Linked DNA regions of Sus scrofa: region 2 is linked to region 1. Evidence: chromatin contacts called from public HiChIP or PLAC-seq data. All regions are on one chromosome and are shown on one strand. Each heading gives the region's core, a stretch centred on a gene start, on an enhancer-like site or on the middle of the called end of the contact. The rest is flanking DNA. Distances are from core to core; before and after follow the strand shown.

The links. HiChIP or PLAC-seq counts read pairs in DNA pulled down with a chosen protein or histone mark.
Region 2: a contact with region 1 is called in an H3K27ac HiChIP or PLAC-seq map of skeletal muscle, with 4 times the contacts expected there. The contact joins the enhancer-like site here to the promoter of PLCG1 in region 1. A contact is called at or near these places in 2 of 5 promoter capture datasets (fetal skeletal muscle and liver), 7 of 47 Hi-C or Micro-C datasets (embryonic fibroblasts, epiblast stem cells, heart right ventricle and 4 more) and 2 of 2 datasets of contacts at active chromatin or transcription factors (alveolar macrophages and skeletal muscle).

What each region holds. Positions count from the first base shown.
Region 1 is chr17:43,807,410-43,812,961 of Sscrofa11.1, reverse strand. It overlaps PLCG1 (1-phosphatidylinositol 4,5-bisphosphate phosphodiesterase gamma-1), which reads right to left and starts at 2,959. Exons shown (of 32, transcript XM_021078388.1): 1 at 2,658-2,959. The coding sequence starts at 2,874. It overlaps LOC110257392, which reads left to right and starts at 2,873. Exons shown (of 5, transcript XM_021077695.1): 1 at 2,873-3,016; 2 at 3,159-3,427; 3 at 4,629-4,760. The coding sequence starts at 2,873.
Region 2 is chr17:43,980,654-43,986,205 of Sscrofa11.1, reverse strand. No RefSeq gene overlaps it. Among named protein-coding and RNA genes, the nearest start is that of LPIN3, 10 kb to the left of the region's middle. Within about 2 kb of position 2,680, at least 28 of the 83 cell types and tissues checked have an H3K27ac peak or open chromatin away from gene starts, as enhancers often do. A contact at or near this core is called in alveolar macrophages, liver, retroperitoneal adipose tissue and 2 more, where this site is marked.

The DNA of each region.
Region 1 (5,552 bases), core at 1,710-4,209:
GCCTGTCCGTGTGTGTTGTGCACTCTCACTGAACCCCAGTCTCTCCTCAGGGCCAGGGACACCCCGAGGGTCCCAGAAGTGTCTCTCTCTTTGGCCAGGTTCTAGGCACTGAGTGGTACCTTGGCAGGATTAGTAGGAAAAGGCCAGATACCTGGGGCATATGGGCAAGAGGCCAGGTGGTGAGAGACTTCACTGACAGTCCAAACATCCTCAGAGCCTGCAGAGGAGGCTGCAGGGATTGGAACCCACCAAGAAGATGCACCCATGAATGGGGAGAAGTGGAGCAGTTTCAGGGGGAGGAAGGGTCTGAACGCTACACGAGCGTCCACTAGCCTTTGCACCCAGACTCCCTCAATCTGGACCTCCAAACTCAAAGGGCCAGGGCCCCTTCTACATCCCCTGTCCATGCTCCAGGTCTCTCCAATCCCAGCTAACTGAGGAGATCACTGAATCTCTACCACTCTGGCTGACCCACCCTTGGGGGCTGAGGTCACCAGGTCCTCGGCACTCCTGCCTCCAACCCCAAAGACCTGGACTAGACTCTTGCCTCTCCACTTCCCTTCCTTCTAAGCCGGCCCCACCTTAAACAAGAAAGTCACACCCAGGAGTCAGATGTGCAAATCATCTCATACTTACTCAATTCAACATGGTAGGTGGGTAGCTGGGTCCTGGCAAAACAAAACCATTTCCTCCCCTTTCCGGGTAGTGATCTAAGTGAAATGTGAACTGGGTCCCCGTCCTTCTCCCTTCCTGTACCCTCACCCTCTTCTACCAACCACCACCCATTCCCAGTCTGCGGCAGTCGCAGACTGTTACTGTCATTATTAACACTTTAAACATTTACGATGAGTCGAGCACTATGCTAAGTATTTCACATATTCTCATTTAACCCCCACAGCAACCATATATAGTGGATATATCACTACTGCCGCTTCTCAGATGAGGAAACTAAGGCTCAAAGAAGTAACTGTGGGGGGATCACAACTAATATATATATGCTTCAAATCCATATACATCAGTGGTTGCCTTCAACCACTGTGCTGCCCCTTACTGCCTGCTGGTCACACACACCGTCTGAAACGCAGCCTCTCATCCAGGAGTCTCCACTGGGAACCTCCAGCCCGAGCTACCAATTCAGGAGAGCCCAGGGTGCACCACAGAGGCACAGAAGGGCCGTGCCTGAAGTCTGATACCTGGGTGATGGTTCCAGGACCATCTCAGCTCTCTGAAGTGTCTGTCCTTCCTCCACTTTGGAATCCAGTCTCTCAAATCACTATAATTTTCTCCCAATGGCCAACAGGGCTGATGGGGACTGAAGTCTGGAAGTTCAGCCGCTGTGTTAGATCTGAGTTTGTGGTTGAGGATGGTGGCCTCACCACAAGACCTTCCTTCCTCCCAATCTCCTCAGCCATCCACACACATGCACACCGTACCCAAGGAGGTCTATAAGACCATCCCTGGTGGGGTGTCACTTCCTGAACCCCCTTCCTCCACATGGACCTAATTCTGAGCCTGACTCTAACACCGGTCCCTGGGGGGTTGGGGGGGGGTGGTTCCTAGCAGGAAGCAACCCACAGCCTGGGGTTGCAGACACATCATCTCTCACACTTGGAGGCAGGGGAATGGAGAGCAGAGCTGGGTGCCTATCTGGCCACAGCACAGGCACTCGTTTCATGGAATAACACTTTGAAAGACCTAGGGTTTTTTAAAATCTCCCAACCTCTCCTTCACAAAAGTAGCCAAGGTCAGGCTTGGGAAGGCAAAGAGGCAGGAAATCAAGAGTAGCCACTCTGGGCTCCCTGCAGCCATGGGGACCTGGGACGTAGGACACAAAGAACTGGACCACAAATTGGCTGCCTGCTCTTGAAGAGTACCTGACAGACGGCAGAGAAGCTGCCTTTCTGGGGCCCAAGCTCCTGAGAATGTGCTTCCAAGGCAAGGGGAGCCTGGCCCCTTTCCCTGCCCCGGCTTTGGGTGTCTGCCCACGCACACAGACCTCCAAAATTCAGCTTCAGGACAAAAGCAGCAGCAGGAAAAAGCAGCCAATGCCTCCTCTCAGGCTTTTCCAAACCAAACAGGACCACTTTCCTCCCTCTCCCCAAGAGGGAGATGAGTAGGCCTGGCTCCGCTCCAAAACCTGCCCTACCCCAACATCTCCCTAAGTTCTACTTATGGAACCCCCGGTTCCTTTGTAAATAGGAGTCCAGCCGGGAGGCCCACAGTTTCACCAAGAGCACTTTTTTTGAAGAAAGGGTGCATCTGGTCTGGCCCCAGCTTCTGGGCCTGGGTGGGGGACGCTGCCTTGGCTCCCCTTGCCTTGGCCGACACCACTCCCGGGATGTGGGGGGCCCGATGCCGGCCCCGCTGGTCTCCAACCGGCTAGGATTTTTAGGCCTCTCGGCAAAGCGCCTGGAACACTCCCCCCAGCTGGGGGAGGGGGTGTCCTGTCAGGTGACTGAGGACCCGGATGCCCCCCGCCCCCGGTGACCACCCGGGCCGAGGCGGGGGCGGGGCCCGGAGAGTGTGGGGGAGGGCCCGAAAGTTTGCCCAAGCCTCTCCAGCGGCGGGCCGAGGCGCGCGGGAGCTGGGCGCAGACCCTGGCTGCCCCCGCGCGCGCGCGCGCGCTCGGCGGGCCCCGGGGAGGGGGGCGCACTTACTGGCCCCCTCGATCTTGTCGGCGCCACGGCTCCACGTGATCTGCCGCGTCTCCAGCTTGACCTGGAAGGTCTTCCGTTCGGGCCGCTGCGACTTCTTGGAGTAGAACAAAGTCATGACGGTGCCCACCTCGAGGCTGCGGCAGAGGTGCAACACCTCGGCGTCCGAGGGTGCGCCCGGCCCGCAGCCATTGGCGCAGGGGGACGCGGCGCCCGCCATGGCTCCGGAGCTGGGGGCGGCACGGGCGGCGGCGGCGGCGCAGGCCGGGCGAGCGCGAGCAGGCGGCGGGGGCGGGCGCGAGCAGGCGGCGGAGGCGGCCGGCGAGCGGACCCCGGCGGCGGCTTCTGCGGGCGGAGACGGGGCGGAGCCTGAGTAGGGGGCGGGGCGGCCCTGCAGGCCCCGCCCCGGCCCGCGCGCCGGGAACAAAGGCGCCCGCGCGCCCGTGGGGAGGACCCCCGCTTGCTGCGCCTGCGCCCCGCGACCCCCGGACAGGCCCCGAGTAGGGGCACTGGGAGCAAAGGCAGCGCGGACGCTCGTGCCGCTCGCGGTCAACCAGCCGGTCCCTCCGTCCCGCAGAGCTTCCTTTCGCGGCCCCGGACACAGCCTTGCGGCCACGGCCGGCCCCGTCATGCACGGCAGCCTCGCTCCGGCTCGGCCGTCAGTCGCACACGCACAGACGGCTGCCTAGCCCACCGTCCCGCACAGGCCCAGCCGTGGCAGTTTCCTCAAGCCCGCTCCCGGAGCGCCGCCTGCGCAGCGACCGGGCGGAGAGGTGAGGGTGCGGAGCGCCCCCGGGGCCCGCCAGCCAAACCCAATACCTGGGCAGGCTGCCCAGCAGAGGGAACCAGGCCAGGCCGGGCCGCCTCACACCCGCGGCGGCGGCGGCGGCGGCGGCGGCAGCGGCGGCGGAGGCGGGTCCTCTACGCGCCCTCGGGGAGGGGCGGGGGCTGGGACGCCTGAAGATTGGTCGGCTGGCTCTGATGGACAGCAAGCCTGTCCCGCCCCTCCTTTTGGCAGCGCTGCAGGGACCGCGGGCGGCTTGCGAGACTGACCCGCGTTTGTCCCGCCCCTTCGGCCAGTGTGGCCTAGCGGGGCCCAGTCATTCGGGATAGCCCCCCTACGCAGGAGCACCCCCTCCAAAGTCTCCAGTGATCTTCGCCTCTGTCCCTTGCCTGGGCCAATACCTTCCCCACCCCAAGCTCAGTCTTCACGTGATAGGACGCAGGCTCAGGCCCTACCTTACCGCGCTTCTCCTGCAGATGCTCTCCGAAGCTTTGGTTTTCTTGGCCCCGTACCGCTTGTTTTCCTCCTCCTTCTCTGGCAGCTTCCTCTCGGCCTCAGGAGCTTCTCTTCCTCTGGGGTGGGTCCTGAGTCAGTTCCGAAGGCGACCTGACCCTTACCACGGCGTCACCCCCTACTCAACCCAGGTACCCTGGTGCCAAAGCTGTACCTCCCCTGCACCCACCTACCTAGTCCACGTCCCGACTTAACACAGACATCTCACCTCCCTCTTCAAATTGCTTATTCTCCTGTCTTCACTCTCTCAGAATATAGCATTAAGCTCTAAGATGCTTTGGAGTTACCCTTGATTCCTCTCTCTGCCCCAACCTCACAGCAACCCATCAAGTCTGGTTCACTCTGCACTCAAATATCTCCACTCCACCCACAAGGGCAAGGCCCATCTTCTCTCTTCCAGACTATGTACTCTTCTTGGTTTTGCCTGCATCTCATCTATTCTTTATGCTCTCCTCTTCAAAAGGAAATTAAATCATGGTTTCCTACCTCCAGCCTCAAACCGTCCATAGCTTCATAGCTTCCCGTTGTACACCAAATCCACTCTCCCCGCCTGGCCCAGCATGGTCTGGCTCCTTTCTGTCTCACTCACTGCATCTCTTACCACCTCCCCTCACTCCATCCTCCAGCCACAAGGCGTTTTGATGGTTATTTGAATAATTCTCTTTGTCTTCCTGCAGCCACTCCCTAGACTCACCCGTGCCATCCGCGTCACAGGACACCGCCCAAGCTAAAGACAACTTTGGTCACAGTGGAGTCTGTCTGACAGATGTTGAGCCAGGCAGAGCAGGACAACATACTGCATTTCAGAGGTGAGAGGCCCCAGCAGAGCACCCAGCTGATGCTAGAGAAAGATCCAGGCAACCAAGATTGTATGAGTGTGAGTGCATAAATAAGAGTGTGTACTCAGGCAGTCCACCCCACCGGGTGGTGACTGGGGCCTGGGGCTGCTTCGGACTTTGTCTTGCTGTAGTGGTAGTGTGTGTGTGTGTTTTGATCCCCTCAAGAGCGGCCCTCAAGAAGCTGGGAATTCAGTCTGAAGTTGAGATGTTTGTGCTAATAGTCTTCAGCCACTCTGCCACCCAAGGGGAGGTGGAGTCGGTGAGATGGACTGCCACCTAGTGACAAGGCCGTTAAAGTGGGAGGGAGGGAACAAAAGTTGACCCAAGCGTTACAAGTTACAAGGTTTACAGCACGTGGTCCCACCTGATCCTCATGATTACTCTTTAATCAGGGATTATTGTTCCCAATTTACCAGTGAGAAACTAAGATTCAGAGAAGTTCTGCAGCTTGCCCCAAGGCCACATAACTAACACATGAGGATTTGAACCTAAGCCTGTCTGACACCAGGCATTCTCTGTCTCACGGGAGAGCCACTGGCTTTTGTAGGCTGGTGGTCAGTAGCGAGTGAGCACAGAGGCTAGCTGGCGAATCAGCAAGGGTGAGGGGAGGCCTTGGGCGGGGCTGGCCCAGGGCACAGGAAACTTGAGTGCTGGACTTGAGTGCTCCCTGTGTGTGGCTGGGGCTGGCGGGGCTTGAAGTGGAGCTTGCCCCTGTCTGCAGCCTTGAGCTGCCATGTGCTAGGAGGCCTCAGTGCCATGAGT
Region 2 (5,552 bases), core at 1,431-3,930, 170 kb before region 1:
TGGGATCTGAGCCATGTCTGTGACCTACACGACAGCTCACTGCAATGCCGGATCCTTAACCCACCTAGTGTGGCCAAGAATTGAACCCATGTCCTCATGGATACTCATTACAGCTGAGCCACCATGGGAACTGCCTGTGAGTCTTTTTTTTTAATTAAAGTGTAGTTGATTTACAATATTGTGTTGGTTTCAGGTGTACAACAAAGCAATTCTGTTATATATCTTTTTTCAGATTCTTTTCCATTATAGGGAATTACAAGATATTGAATATAATATCCCTGTGCTATACAGTAAATCCTTTTTGTTTGTTTTATACATAGTAGTGTGTATCTGTTAATCCTATACTCCTAATTTATCCTTCTCCCCCCCTTTCCCCTTTGGTAACCATAGTTTGGTTATGTTAACCTTGAGTTTTCTGTGTCTGTGAATCTGTTTCTGTTTTGTAAATAAGTTCATTTGTGTTGTTTTTTAGATTCCATATATAAGCGATATATAATATATCTTTGTCTATGTAACTTACTTTACTTGGGATGATAATCTCTAGGTCCATCCATGTTGCTGCAAATTGAAATATTTCATTCTTTCTCATGGTTGAGTAGTATTCATTGTATTTGTGTATTTCATCTTCTTTATCCATTCATCTGTTGGTGGAGACTTAGGTTGCTTCCGTGTCTTGGCTATTGAAAATGTTGCTGCAGTGAACCTTGGGGTGCACATATCTTTTCAAATTGGAGTTTTCAGAGTTTCTGTCGTGGCGCAGCGGAAACGAGTCCAATGCATACATGAGGTTGAGGGTTCGATCCCTGGCCTTGCTCAGTGGGTTAAGGATCCGGTGATACCATGAGCTGTGATGTAGGTCGCAGACATGACTCAGATCTGGCATTGCTGTGGCTCTTGTGTAGGCTGGCAGCAGCAGCTCCAATTTGACCCCTAGCCTGGGAACCTCCATATGCCATGGGGGCAGCCCTAGAAAAGACAAAAGACAAAAAAAAAAAAAAAAAAGAACTGGAGTTTTCATTTTTTCTGGATATATGTCCAGGAGTGGGATTGCTGGATAATATAGTAATTCTGTTTTTAGTTTTGGGGGATTTTTGGTCCACACCTGTGGCATGTGGAAGATCCCTGGCCAGGGATTGAATCTGTGCTGTAGCTGTGACCTGAGCCCCTGCAGAGATAATGCTGGATCCTTAATCTACTGTGCCACAAGGAAACTCCCTATTTTTAGTTTTTTGAGCAATGTCTATACTATTTTCCAGAGTGGCTGTACCAATTTACATTGCTACCAACAGTGTAGGAGGGTTCCCTTTTCACCACACCTTCTCCAGCATTTGTTATTTGTAGTCTTTTTGATGATGGCCATTCTAACCGGTGTGAGGTGGTAAATCATTGTAGTTCTGGTTTGCATTTCTCTAATAATTAGTGGTGTTGAATATCTTTTCATGTGCCTGTTGGCCATCTGTATATCATCTTTAGAGATGTGTCTGTTTAGACCTTCTGCCTGTTTTTTGATTGAGTTGTTTGGTTTTTTGTTGTTGAGTTATATGTGCTCTTTGTATATTTTGGAAATCAAGCTCTGCATCATTTGCAAGTATTTTCTCTTAGTCCACGGGTTATAAGTCATGATTCTTCAAGTGTGGTCCCTGGGCCAGCAGCTGCAACATCACCTGGGAACTTTTTAGAAATGCATATTTTCAGGCCCCGCTCTAGACCTACTGAATCAGAAACTCTGGAGATGGAGCCCAGCAGTCTGTATTTTAATAAGCTCCCTTTTGTGGCACTGAAGTGTCTCTGATGCTTGCTCTAGTTTGTGACCTGCTGCTCTAAGAGATGAACTAACTGCAGAAGCCTGCCGTCCAGGTAGAGGTATAGGAAATGGTAGAGGACCACCGGACAGGACGCCTGTGATCATTCTGAGTACCATGCCTGGGCCAGGCTCTGGAGATACTGCAGCAACCCCGTAGTCTAGGTGGGGGGAGGGGGAAGGGGAGGAAGAAGAGGGAGGAAGGAGAAGAACAGACAGGCAGTCAGGCAATTGTGATGTAAGATGACTGGACTGGGGGGGCCGAGCCCACAAGCCCACAGCAGGATGGGAGGGTCAAGGAATGCTTTCCAGAGTAGATCTCTATCTAAGCCTGAAAAATAGGTTGGAATTAGATGAAGAAGGGTGGGAACAGTGTTCCAAGTGTAAGGACTAGTTTGTAGAAAGGCCATGCGGAGCTACCTGGGGGTGGTTCTGTCTTGATGATGGAAGATGAGACAAGGTGAGTAGGGAGCAGGGGAGGAATCAGATTGTGTGTGTGGAGGGGGGAGGGTATTCTGCCCTCAAAGCAAAGTTAGAAGCTTTAGTGGGCCATGAGAAAAAGCCTCTGGCTTCCGTGTAGAGCAGGTACTAAGGAAGATTGTGGTGGGCAGGGCGGAGAAGAAACCCGGGGGTGTCAGGCCTTCTTTTGCCCCTAGATCCAGGCTGCCTCTGCCCTCCAAGGCAGCTGCAGAGACTCAACCCCCAATCAGAGCTTTGGGCAGGTGGTGGTTCCAAGGCCCGGCTTGCAGCTTCCAAGGCCAGCTCCTTTCTAGCCTAGGAGGTGGGGCTGGCGAAACAGCCCCTCCGACCCCGCCCACCACTACCGGCCCGGCCCCCGGTGGTCCCGCCCTCCACCGCCGGCCCCGCCCCCAGCCCAGCTCCCCCCTCCCAGCTGTCGGCTGGAGGAACAGGCCTTGGGCCACTGACGTGGGTCGCTTTTCTCTTCCTTGTTCTTTTCCCCTGGTGATGTGGCTAAGGCTGCAGTGCTGCTGGGGCCTCTTCCAGCCTTTAAGGGACAGGCTCTGAACGTGGTCAGGGATCCCTAGGCTGAAGGGCAGGAGAACTTCCGGTGCTGTCCCCTACTTCTGCCAACCAAGCTGTTGGTGCCAGACAAGGACTGACTTGGCCTGGCCAGGTTATCTAGCAGTGTGGGCTGCGGCCAGGCAGCTTCTGGCTCCAACTGTCCTTCCCAGAAAAACGTCAGTTTGACTGAGCCCCTTTGGAATCTATTTGCAGTTTCTAGCCTAAGAATACTGACAGATCATGAACCACTCTATGAAATCGAGCTTTCTCTGTGTTCTAAGATCCCTGCAAGACTTACCAACTGTCCCATGGGCTGAACCTTGAGCAGGGGACCTCCTGTTCTTCCTCTTTTTATTTAGATCTTCATTCCAGCCCTACCCCCTCTACCTAGCATCCAGAAATCATATCTCAGGCTTTGCAATTCCAGGAAGCTCTAGCATGGATGTTCAAAATATTTAAATGTTGTTCACAAATAGAATGATAATAGATGTTCAAAAATACTGTTTAGAGATCATTTGATGCTGGGCCTTGACTTATCTATAGATGGAGTATATATCATAAATAGAATGATCATAGATGTTCAAAAATATTGTTTAGAGATCATTTGATGCTGGGCCTTGACTTATCTATAGATGGAGTATATACAGGAGGGCCAGGGGCAGTCTACGTGGGTGGAAGTGATGAGTGAAGCCACCACTGGAGAGGACACTGGAGAGAGACAGTGAGTGCAAGGACATGGCCTATCTGGCTTCGAATATAGGGCAAAGTTGTGGGTCTTGAGGAGCCACTGATGGTTGTTGAGCAGAAGAGTGATACAGTATTGCTAGTCACCATGCTTGATCCTTTGTAAATGCTGTATGCGCGTCCTGCCCGCTTGTTCTCTCAACCTGGTCAGTGCTTCCTCCCCCATCCATATGGTTAGTTCCTTTGTTGGATTCCAGCTCCATTGTTCCTTCCTCGGGGAAACCTTTAGTGGCAGACAGACTCTAAGGTAACCCCTTGTATCCCTGCCTCCTAGTTTTCATGCCTTTGTGTGAGTGGGATGTGTGACGTGCTTTTAACCAATAGAATATGGCAAAGGTGATGGGATGTCACCTCCCGTGGTACGTTGCATCATACCAAAGTCTTGCTAGGAAATTCCCGTTGTGGCTCAGTATTAATGACCCCGACTAGTATCCATGAGGATGCAGGTTTGATCCCTGGCCTCGCTCAGTGGGTTAAGGATCCGGCATTGCCATGAGCTGTGGTGTAGGTTGAAGATACAGCTCAGATTGGATCCTTGCTGTGGCTGTGGTGTAGGCCAACAGCTGTAGCTCTGATTCAACCCCTAGTCTGGGTTGACTTCTATATGCCACAGGTGCAGCCCTAAAAAGCAAAAAAAAAAAAAAGTCTTGCTCTTGCTAGAAGACTAGCTCTGGAGACTCTCCCTGCTGACTTGATAAAGTCAACAGCCATGTTGAGGAAGCAAACATGGCAAGGAGCTCTGGGTGGCTTCTAGAAGCTAATAATCAGCAAGAAGCCGGGGTCCTCAGTCCCACAGCCACAAGGAAATGAATCCTGCTAACAGCCTGAGGGGGGCTTGGGAGTGATTCCTCCCGACTTGAGCCTCCAGATGAGAATGCAGTCCAGCTGTCACCTTGATTACAGCCTCGTGGGTCCCTAAGGCAAAGACCCAAACTAAGCCACGCTCAGACACCTGATTCACAGAAACTGAGATAATCAGTGTGTGTTGTTTAAAGCCCTAGGTTGGTAGTCGTTTGTTACACAGCAATAGCTAACTTATACACCTTCTGGCTAGATTAAATTTCCCTTACTTAGTCTCTCCTAATGTCATGTGCTTTTTCATTTTACTCTTTTATGTGACACTTTATATATACCATTTGAGGAATGCTATGTCTTCATCACTACACCCCAGAGCCACACTTGGCACCTGGCACTTAGAACAAGACCCATAAGAAGTAGTTTCATGTGTTAGTGAGTGGATGCTCATACTTAATCTTGACTCAACCTAGTGAAGTGGGAATTATTGTCACATATGAAGAAAAAGAAACCAATTAATAATGTATACTCAAGTAAGTGAATAAAATGTTATTATTTTATACTTAATAAAATTTTGGTTGTGTATGCCACTCTATCCTAATTTGGAGTATGACTAAAGAGTAAATCATTTGGGAGCAGGGTATAGATTGCATGGTATGAGATCCTTCCTGGAGCATTGCATTTTCTGAAAAAGCACAACTCTGCAAAAGAGTTTCTGGGCTCCTTTGGTTTTCCCAAAGCCTTCTCTTAAGCCTGACTTAAATCATTCATCTGAAATCCTTGCCCTTTCACTGTCCCTTTCTAGCAGTGATAGGCCCTCATCTTCTAATACTTTGTGTGATTCTACCTGTCCTCAGCATCACTCATTGACTTCATAAATTCTACATTTATGAACTTCTACAAAATTGCACTTTTATTTTGCACTCCACTTGTGCTGTACTTTCATTTTGCACTCCACTTGTGCTGTACTCTCCAGGACATCAAAGCCATCCTCCAGCAGGGTGTCAGTTCTGGTTAGATCTCTGCTCAGGACCCTCCCACCACACACACCCTCCCCTGACTCTGCAGCTTCCACAGTCACCTCCCCTCAGATTTTTAAGCACACTAGGCAAAATCCCCCAGGCCCTGGAGTTTTCCTCTGCTCAGAAGGCTCTTTCCCCACATGACTCACTCCCTTACCAGCCTCAGG